2 separate regions of the Capsicum annuum genome follow, and region 2 is linked to region 1. A link is a contact called in public Hi-C data. All regions are on one chromosome and are shown on one strand. The core of a region is the stretch at or near the end of the contact, and the rest is flanking DNA. Distances in the headings are between cores, read along the strand shown. Region 1 holds the start of LOC107850668 (mitogen-activated protein kinase kinase kinase 3). Region 2 holds the start of LOC107850765.

Evidence for each region. A called contact is a pair of places that touch in the nucleus more often than the background predicts.
Region 2: a contact with region 1 is called in a Hi-C map of leaf, with 2.2 times the contacts expected there. The contact joins the promoter of LOC107850765 here to the promoter of LOC107850668 in region 1. A contact is called at or near these places in 2 of 5 Hi-C or Micro-C datasets (leaf and placenta).

Annotation. Positions count from the first base shown.
Region 1 is chr12:28,674,572-28,679,485 of UCD10Xv1.1, forward strand. LOC107850668 (mitogen-activated protein kinase kinase kinase 3) reads right to left here and starts at 1,952. Exons shown (of 11, transcript XM_016695360.2): 1 at 1,274-1,952; 2 at 1-289. The coding sequence starts at 1,599.
Region 2 is chr12:28,814,652-28,819,565 of UCD10Xv1.1, forward strand. LOC107850765 reads left to right here and starts at 2,815. Exons shown (of 2, transcript XM_016695511.2): 1 at 2,815-3,446. The coding sequence starts at 3,178.

The DNA of each region.
Region 1 (4,914 bases), core at 702-3,201:
AAACGTGCCTCTTCCTAGGAGCCTGCCTTTCTTCCATTTTGACATATTAATGGTTGGACCTTCAGCCACAACACAAGGTCTTGGGTTTGGCAAAGCAGAAGGACTGGGTGGAGAACCAGGTGGAAGGGGCAGCTGATGACACTCACTCCTCACATCATCCAACTTGCCCGTTGGAGAGTCCAGATTCATACTCGAAAACCGAGGATGTAAAGGTGACGACATGGTAGTTGTCCCTCGGGAACGAACCGGGCTTCGTGACAATGGGCTCAATCTATTATCTCCAAGTCCTCTGGCAACAACCGAAGTATCCCCACAATTAGGATAGTAAAATGGGCAGATTAAATTGAAAAGAAATACTTGTAGCTCCATGCAGCTTGTGTATTCCGTGAAAAGAAGGAAGGTAACACTATGTACCATGCAATTATACCACGTATAAAGAATCTGCTGTGACTTTCCTAAATGAGCCTCCTGAAAGATCAGTAATTGAACTAGAGTACACAGAACCATAGGAGCAAAGTGCAAATCAAGAAATTGACATAAGTCTCTCAGGTTTAGCATTTGGGATACACAAAAAATAGGAAGTAAAAACAACAATAAAAAGAGGGCAGAATGATTCGCAGACTCATTAACCAGATTTTTGATTCAATATGCATAATCCACCAAGAGCAACCTGGAGAAACAAGAATATATGCGAATTGAAAGATCCTCTGACTGATCAAAAAAGTTTGAAATTTTTTTGTTCTTTTTTGATAACGCCAACTTGCACACACCTCGACTAATTCCACGGATACCTGCCACACCTCCCACCAGCAACAAAAGGTACCACACACCTCGACTAATTCCATGAGACACCTGCCACCTCCTACCAGCAATAGCTACCACACACCTCGGTGCCTGACACCTCCCACCAGCAACAACTACCAAACACCACACACCTCGACTAATCCCACATGATACTAGCCACCTCCCATTAGCAACAGGTATCAAATAACAACTTTTTCACCCAAGAAAGCCCCTTTTATCAAGGTACAATAGCTTCACCAATACAGTCTCTCTCGCTAATCAATACCATTCAATTTATGGATCACAATCCAATCCAATCAACAAAAGAAATAATTTTAACAAGAGGTCAATCCAAAGTCAACTAACACCAACAACCACAACAAAACCTCACTAATTCACAAAAAAAAAAAAAAAAAACAATCCCAAACATCAAATCCAACAAAGAAACAAACTTTTCAATCAATAAATCAAGAAACACCAACCAACCAACCTAAAAGTATCCAACTGCACTTGATCAGTATTCCCAGCAGCAGCAGCAGCACCATCAGATGACCCAGATGAACTAGTACTTGAAACTGAAACTGACCCATGATCATTTCCAATTGAAGAAACAGATGGCATGGGTAAGGGATGAGTCTTTTCCAAAGAAGAACCTGAATCAAACCCAGAGAATCCAGAACCAGAACCACCACCACCAGCAAAATCCTTACTAGTTCTTGGTGAATTTCTACAAAGTAACTCATCAAAACTTTTGGGTTTTACATACTTGTCCCTTTCTTTATTCTTGGTGGACTTTTTCCCCCACCAAGCAGGCATTTTCACTTCAACTAAATGAGTCAAGAAAAGAGTGAAATCTTGTATATTCTAGGTGTATACTGCTGTATACAGTCAGATAAAGAGCAAAAAGATAGAGAATTTAATTTGGGTTTTCAAGATTTGATTATTTGATTATTTTTGGGAAGGTGAAAGGGGGATGTATTTGATGAGCTGACGAAGAAAACTTTGAGAAGGAAATAGGAAGGTAGATAGATAGAAGAGAAGTGGAGAGGGAGAGCAGGGCCTGCCAAGTTGGTTGTACGTGTTTTGCGTTTGCACCCCTAATGTATATATTTGTCAATTTGTTGCCTAAATAAATCTCTTTTTTTGTATGCAAATTTGTTGTTGCGGCTTCTTTGTTTTTTTGGTTTGTAAAAGAGTAAGTATAAATAAAACGACAGATTGATGGATATAGTATTTCGTGTTTACTTAGAATTTGAGAGGGTTAAAAAGTATGATATTGATAGAATTTTACTGAAGAAAATACTTTATAGTCTAATAAAGACTATAATAGTGAAAGAAAGAAGGAATCTTGTAATTTTTACTTTAATTATACAATTAGTTTTTTTTTTTTTCCAAATCATAGTATAGGTTTTAGCGTTCCATAGATATGAAAGATAATATGTACTTAATATATAACGATCTAAAGAATTTGAGTCGATGGATAATTTTATTCCTTTAATGATCATATTGATTTATTTCTTAAATGGAGGCTCACCACTGGGCATTATGCAATAAGAATATGTCCTTAATGCTTAGAGGAAACTCTTACACAGTGGTTGTACCGTTTGATTAGCATTATTATATTAAACTGAGTGTTGGCCAAACAAGAATGTTCACGTTCAGAAGATGAATGTAGTAAAAATATAGATGCTCCGATGTATGTGTGGGCATAGTATGGTGGATATGATAAAGGTCTGTATACCTCTTATCCTCCTCATATTCCACTTATGAAATTACGATTATAAATACTCCTTACTTTTTTGAAAGCTCGATAGTTATTTTTTAATTTATGATAGAATTATTTTCTACATTAATAGAACTAACTTGATTACCAAAGTATCCTATTCCTAATTGATATTAAAGTGATGAAAATAATCTCTTTTTCCTTCTAAACTAATAAATTTATTCACCGATAAAATCGAACATAAGTCATGACTATCACGTAATCAAACGCAAAGTATTGAACAATGCAAAAGATAAAAATATAAAATTCGCTATAAAAAATATAATTCAGAGACGTAATCAAATGTATAATAACAACCACAATTTTTATGGCAGTTGTTCATTTCTTCATCGACACAACAAGCATCTACTTATTCAAATCCAATTGTATGTATTTGTTATTTCACAAGACATTTAAAGAGAGATGAATTTTTCACCGTCTCCATGGATGAACTACATTGTTTGCCTCTTCAATGGTCACATCACAATAACAAAGGGAGACTAGAAACCATCGAAATTTATAACATAATTATTGACCTCACTTTAAAATTCATCTTTATTTTTATATTTCGTGTTCAAAATTTAAGAATTAAAAAAAATACCTTTATATTCTATGTGAATTTAAATAATTCAAAATAATGAACTGACGAAACTATTAGATGTTTAAAACAAAAAAATAAAAATTAAGAATCAACCAAGACCGCAGTGAAAGCGTATAGAATTACTTTTGTCCAAGACGACAAACTATATGAATGGGATGTGAAGAGAAAGAAGTAAAATGAGGGATCAAAATGAAAAGAGAGAGGGGGAGTAGGCACACCGCACATGTGGTCTCAATACCTATAGAAAAGCAAACAGTGAGGAACAGCTTCGGAACTTTGGAGACGGCAATCAGTGGTTGGATTAAATCGAGTACATGACGTGCCTCTATTCTTTTATTTTATTTATTTTGTAGTTGTCGAGTTTCTATTAAAAATAATCTTTTAACTTAAATTGTTATACGATTTGTATATATTTTATCCTTTTTAGTTATTTTATGTAATTACACATGTTGTTGTTGTTTGTATTTTGTACTGAGCTCTCACCATTTAAATTTTTTTTTTTGGTGAAGACCATTGAAATTATTTGTCTAACTTTACTTCTAAATTATTTTTTTTAAAAATGCCTTTTTTTAGTAATTTAATAATTTTGAGTTTCATCTCTCTACGTAGGATCAAAAGACATAAGAGTAAAGAATTATTTTGATATATTTAATTTGTTTTTAATTTAAAATTATAAAAATAAAATATTTTTATAAAATTTTATATTAAATTAAAATCCAATAAATAAATTAAAGTGGAGAGAGCAACAAAGACGGCTTTCTGGAAATATAATTGACTCATCTCTCAACTCTCACGTCTTAAATGTGGTCGCGTTTGGTTTGAGAGGAAATCATAACTCGAACAAAAGTATATTATCTTAATAATTATAATATTTATTACTTGCATTATTTTTAGTATGTAGTAGTTGCATAGTATAAAGTTGTAAGATGCAATGTGGGGACACCATAATAATTAGCAGAATGCAATAATTTTAATTTTAATTTATTTTAAAAAATATTTAATATGTATAAATAATTTATATAACTGTCATAAGTAGATAAAAATTATAATTCAAAATTCATCAACTAAAATTTTTTGATTTGCTAATATCTTATTTCTCAAAGAGGTCAAAACAAGGTGTATTATGTATATGTTTGTTTAAACAGAGTGATGCTTTCTCTCGTCCATAAGGTAATATGTGTTTGTTTAAACAAAGTGATGCTTTCAATCTCTCGTCCATAATAAATCCTTTTGACCTTTAGGCTTTAATACACCTCTAAATAAAAGACTAACTTCTAGAAAAAAAGAAAGATACGTACTTCAACAGAAAACTGAAACAGTTTAAAAGATTTTTTCAGTAATATGTATTCGCTAAGTGTTGTCGGTCAAAAACTCTCGATGCATGTCCTAAAAATAAGAATGTTGAGATGGAGATATGGGTATATTAGATGTGATAAAATTAGAAATATTGAAGCATTCGAGATAAGGTGGGAGTAACCTCTATGGTGCACAAGATGAGGAAAGTGAGATTGAGATTGTTTGGACATGTGATGTGGCGAGCTTCAAACGTCCTAATGAGGAGGTGCAAGGGGTCGAATATAGTGGGTACGAAGAGGGGTAGAGTTAGGCAAAAAAAGTATTGGGGAGAGGTAATTAGACAAGATATGACACATATTTAAATTACCAAGGACGTAACGTTAGATAAGGGGATATAGAGGTTGCGCTTTAGAGTAGATGATTAGTGGGTAGAAGTGTTGTTGTGCAATAGCCATAGTATGGTAAAGTAGGA
Region 2 (4,914 bases), core at 1,565-4,064, 140 kb after region 1:
ACTTCAGTGGAGTGCAAGATGCGGGAAGCACGATTGAGATGGTTCGGACACGTGAAGAGGAGGGGCATAGATGCCCCGGTCCGTAGGTGCGAGAGGCTAGCGTTGGATGGTTTTAGACGGGGTAGGGGTAGGCCGAAGAAGTACTGGGGCGAGGTGATTATGCGGGACATGGAACAGTTACAGCTCACCGAGGACATGACCTTAGATAGGAAGGTCTGGAGGGCGCGAATTTCGGCAGAAGATTAGGGCCAGTTTGGGTCGCTAGTGTAGGGAATTACTTGGTGGGGGTTTTATTCCTGTTATGATTCCGTCTTCCGTGTTCCATGTTTTATTACGAATCTGTGTGCTTTCCTTTGCTTTCCTCTGTTTTATATTACTTATGGGTGCCGTATTTATGTTATGTAATCTGCTTCTGTGCTTTACTATGTGTTTGTGTGGTATCTCGTATCTTGAGCCGGGGGTCTATCGGAAACAGCCTTTCTACTTCATCAGAGGTAGAGGTATGGACTGCGTACATCTTACCCCCCCCCCCCCCAGACCCCACTAGGTGGGAATACACTGGGTTTGTTGTTGTTGTTGTTGTGTTTTACATATGTTCAAAAGGTGTTTCTAATTGATAAACGCCCTTTTGTATTAAATGATTTATGAAAATGATGGCCACCTGATCTTAAAGTCTTGAAAGGGGAGTGTTTTGCATAAGTTTTCATGTGCTTTTGAAATAAGAACTCTCATCTGATAATTAATCATTTTATTGGTCAAATAACATGCTTTTAAATAAAGGGCTATAGACATGATATGATATGACGTATACAGATTGCAAGTCTAGCAATGACGATACTTATTACGAAATGCCCTTAACCTGAAAGTAAAGAATGTTATAAGTATAGAGCCTGGTTTTAAAAGGTTAAAAATAGGCTTAAAGAGAGTTAAATGGCTACCCGAAGAAGGCATGAGTTTAGATAACTTATTATCGTAAATCGTGTTTTGCTGGCACCGATTTTTTATGTCCTGAAATATAGATTATACGCTGGCGATAAGCCCTGTGGTGTATTAAAAATTACATACCCCAATTCATGTGGAAAACTCGGATTAGGGACTTGGCCACCGAGTTAAGGGTGTATTCCATATGGCCCGTGGGATTATATGAATATAGGGTGTACCATGTAGCTCATAACTAAAACAAAGAGAGTTGAGTTTATGTTTTTCGCAAGAATTCCTTGAAACTCTTAATATGCCCATGTGTTTTGATCTCTAATATGGTTAGCTATTTTCATAATGTTCTCAGTTATTTTATATGAAATATATGTTGTTGTTTTTTGATTAGTTCTACATACCAATACATTCCAAGTATTGATCGTCCTCGTGGTGGCTGCATTGTCTTATAATGTAGGTTCTGAGGTACAGTCCCGTAGTCCAGCTCAGCAGTAGATTACTCTCAAATATTCGATGAGCCTCCCTTACTTCGAAAGATATTTTATTCTGATGTTATTTTCAGTTAATTTTTTGGTCCGGTTGGGGACCTTGTCCCGGCTTAGACAGTTTAGTTTTTCAGTAGAGGCTTTGTAGATTAGTTTAGACTGGATTTGGGTTTCATGGATTGTTGTTATGATGTATTTTCGTTTGATTAAGAGACCTTCCATGTTTCAATTTATATTCCACACTAATATTTCATATGGGTTATGTGCTTGATTGTATGGTAAAAGAGGGCTCTCGGGCCTTCATGATTTGGAATGTTTGTTGCGGCTAGGGCCTCGGTTCGAGTCGTAACACTGTTGGATGTGGTGGAGCAATACAATTTATGCCATTTGGAGCATTCGAGATGACCTGTCCAACAATTCGAAACATCAAACTCCGATACTACTCTTTGGTTTGGTTGTCTTCTTTTCCTAGACATGTGTTGTCAAACTTTTGCACATGTTTTAAGTTAGGTGATTGTGATTCATATCAAGTCTTCGGGGTATTTCAATTGTATTATCCTGACTTTTTTTGTATTTAGAAATCCTCAATAATTTATCACCATTTACGCTTATGTCACTCCTCGACCCTGGGTCTTGGCAAGATCGACACTAAGGGTTCGTTTGGTAGAGTGTATAAGAATAATGCTAAATAGGGTGTATTAGTAATGTTTGTATTACTAATGCAAGCATTAGTAATGCTGGTATTAGTTATATATCCATTATTTTTTACACATTATTTGGCTTGTTGTATTAAAGGTAATATATATTTATATAATTTGTGTAAAAAAAAATGTTTGTTTATCAAATTACCTTTTCCTTAAACCCTTCCTTGTATAGTATTTTCCAAGAATAGATCGAACGGCAACAACTATATTCACTTCTTCTCTGTTGATGGATTTCCTTCCTGACATCAAAAATTGTTTTCCTTATGTCTGTATCTTCATCTACACGATCGAAGCATTGACGATCCTTGGCATTAAGAACTAGTGCTTCTAAGATGGAGTTGCTATTCAGTAACGTTTGCTCGTTGCCCAATATTTAGAGACAATGCCTAGGAAGAACGAAAGTCATAGACAAAACAAAATGATCCAAACGGTGAAGGAGCAGAGTAACAAGACTAGACAGGAAGCCAACAGATCCAGCATGATAAAGGGTAATAAAGTCATTTTATAAATTAATACATGTGTTGAAAGTCTTACATTACTAATACATGGAAAATGGTGTGTATTATTAATACACATCTCGATACATAATACAATGTATAATTAGTACAAGTATTATTTATGCATAGTAAAAATATGATACCAAATAAAGTATTACTAATACTCATTAACTAATATATGCATTAGTTTTTTCTATACACTCTGCCTAACGACCCTAAATGTCTTAATTTTCTTGATCAAACCATTAGAATGACATGAGAGTTGAGAATATGCGATAAGGTGGGATAAACTGAAAGAAAGAAGTCTTTGAAGATAATTTCTATCCATATGTACAACCCAAACTTAAAAAAGAAAAAAAAAAAAAAAAAAGGAGGGGGGGGGGGGGGGGGGGGGTTAAGGTTTACGAAATTTCATCCACGCTTCGCCCCTCAATCAAACAACGTGGCCCTACAAAATGATGATAAGATACAAGTGGATGCAAACGTAGGTAGGTAGTTACTTATAAGAATTGAAATGTTTAGTAAGCAAGAAGAAGAATTGAGAAATTGAATATAAGGATGGCTTGTGTGGGGAGCGGCATATGTGGAGTGGGCATCAGTAATGCTCATTGTAACAGGCACTCATATTATTTGAATAAAAAAGCTTTACACCACAAACTTAACAACACCACAAGTCAATTACTATTATTTAGTAAGGGTAAACGAAGAATACGAGCAGCAGCTGAAAAGGAATCAAGCAGCATGGCGACTGAGATAGCCGGAGTCAAGGTCATTAACAACCCTCCCGACTCTAAACTCGCTGACCTCGGCGTCAGGTCTTGGCCCAAGTATGTCTCTCATTTATGTTTTTTCTTCGCTAAACCCTAACATAAAGGACTGCTCAGTTACCCTTTTTTTCTGTGTTTGATAGTTCTCCCGCCCTCCAGTAACCAATTTCTATATGCCTTACGTATTTGAGAATTGGTAAAGCTTTTTCGGGGCTAAAAAAAGTTACATTATCCACCTAATAATATGAACTAGATAAAACTTTGTCCAATTTCATCCCTCAGTCATTATCGAATTAATCCACCCCTATCTTATTTCTGAACCTGCCTTACGGTTTAAGGGGCTGTATTTATTAGTTTTGAACAGTGTTGAGAAGCATTCTTTTCATACTTGAGTCGACTGACAGTTGAGAATTCCATTCTTTTGTTAATTCTTTTAGTTATTTTTGATTGGTAAAGAATTTGTGATTAAAATATCCGCCAAATATGCTTTGTTTTTCAGCATACATTAGTATAACCGTGATATAGACAATGAAAGATCCTCCAAAAATTTACCAGAACTGCCTCATGAGATCATTAAGAAACTGCAGTTATTATCTTATCTTTTCGTTAGAAATGTAAAGATAAACATTGTTTTATTTAGAGATGATGTTTCATTTATTACTTACAGATAATCTTATCTTTTAATTAGATGTAATGGATTTATCTCCCATACCCCACTTTGTGGGAATACACTGGGTTTGTTGTTGTTGTAGATGTAATGGATTTATCTGCCCTTATTTATTTTTTTGGGGTAACAACTGTAAACATTACCAACAACAACATTTTACATACCCAGTGTATACTCAAAGGCAAAGTGGTGCCTGGGGAGGGTAGAGTGTATGGAGACCTTACCTCTGCCTTAGAGATAGAGCGGCTATTTCCAATATATCCCTGTTCAAGATAAAACGGTTCCAAAAAAAGCAATGGAAATAAAAGAAACAACAGACAGTAATAAAACAACAGGGGACAAAACTAAAACAAAATAATACTATATTCAAACCACACGAAACAACAGATAATAATAGAAATCGAAGAATAAAAACTAGAAAAGTACTAGGACTACTAGAATGGACAACAAGAACAAATACAACTAAAGAGCACCTAATTATCATAACCAATTTCTAGGAAGGGTGCTACGAAAAAGTAAGCCTTCAACAAACAAAAAAACTAATTGAGCCTATGAATCAAGCTACTACTTTTCTGTGACTTCCTAGACAGTTCAAGAAGATCTATTTTGTGTACAACTTCCTTCTTAACTTGTGTAATGACTAGCTTTGTATGTACACTTACTCCTTTGAATAATTTCCAATTCCTAGCTCTTACAGTATGGTGAATGATAGCCCCCCAAATTGCTGCCAACGCCTCCTTTTGAAATTGTGTCTCGTGCTTCCTTTTGATCCTTTCCACTGCTTAACTTCATCAACTTGGATATGCAAACAACTCATCTAAACAATTCATACCTCACAGTTGTAGTCCACATACAATTAGC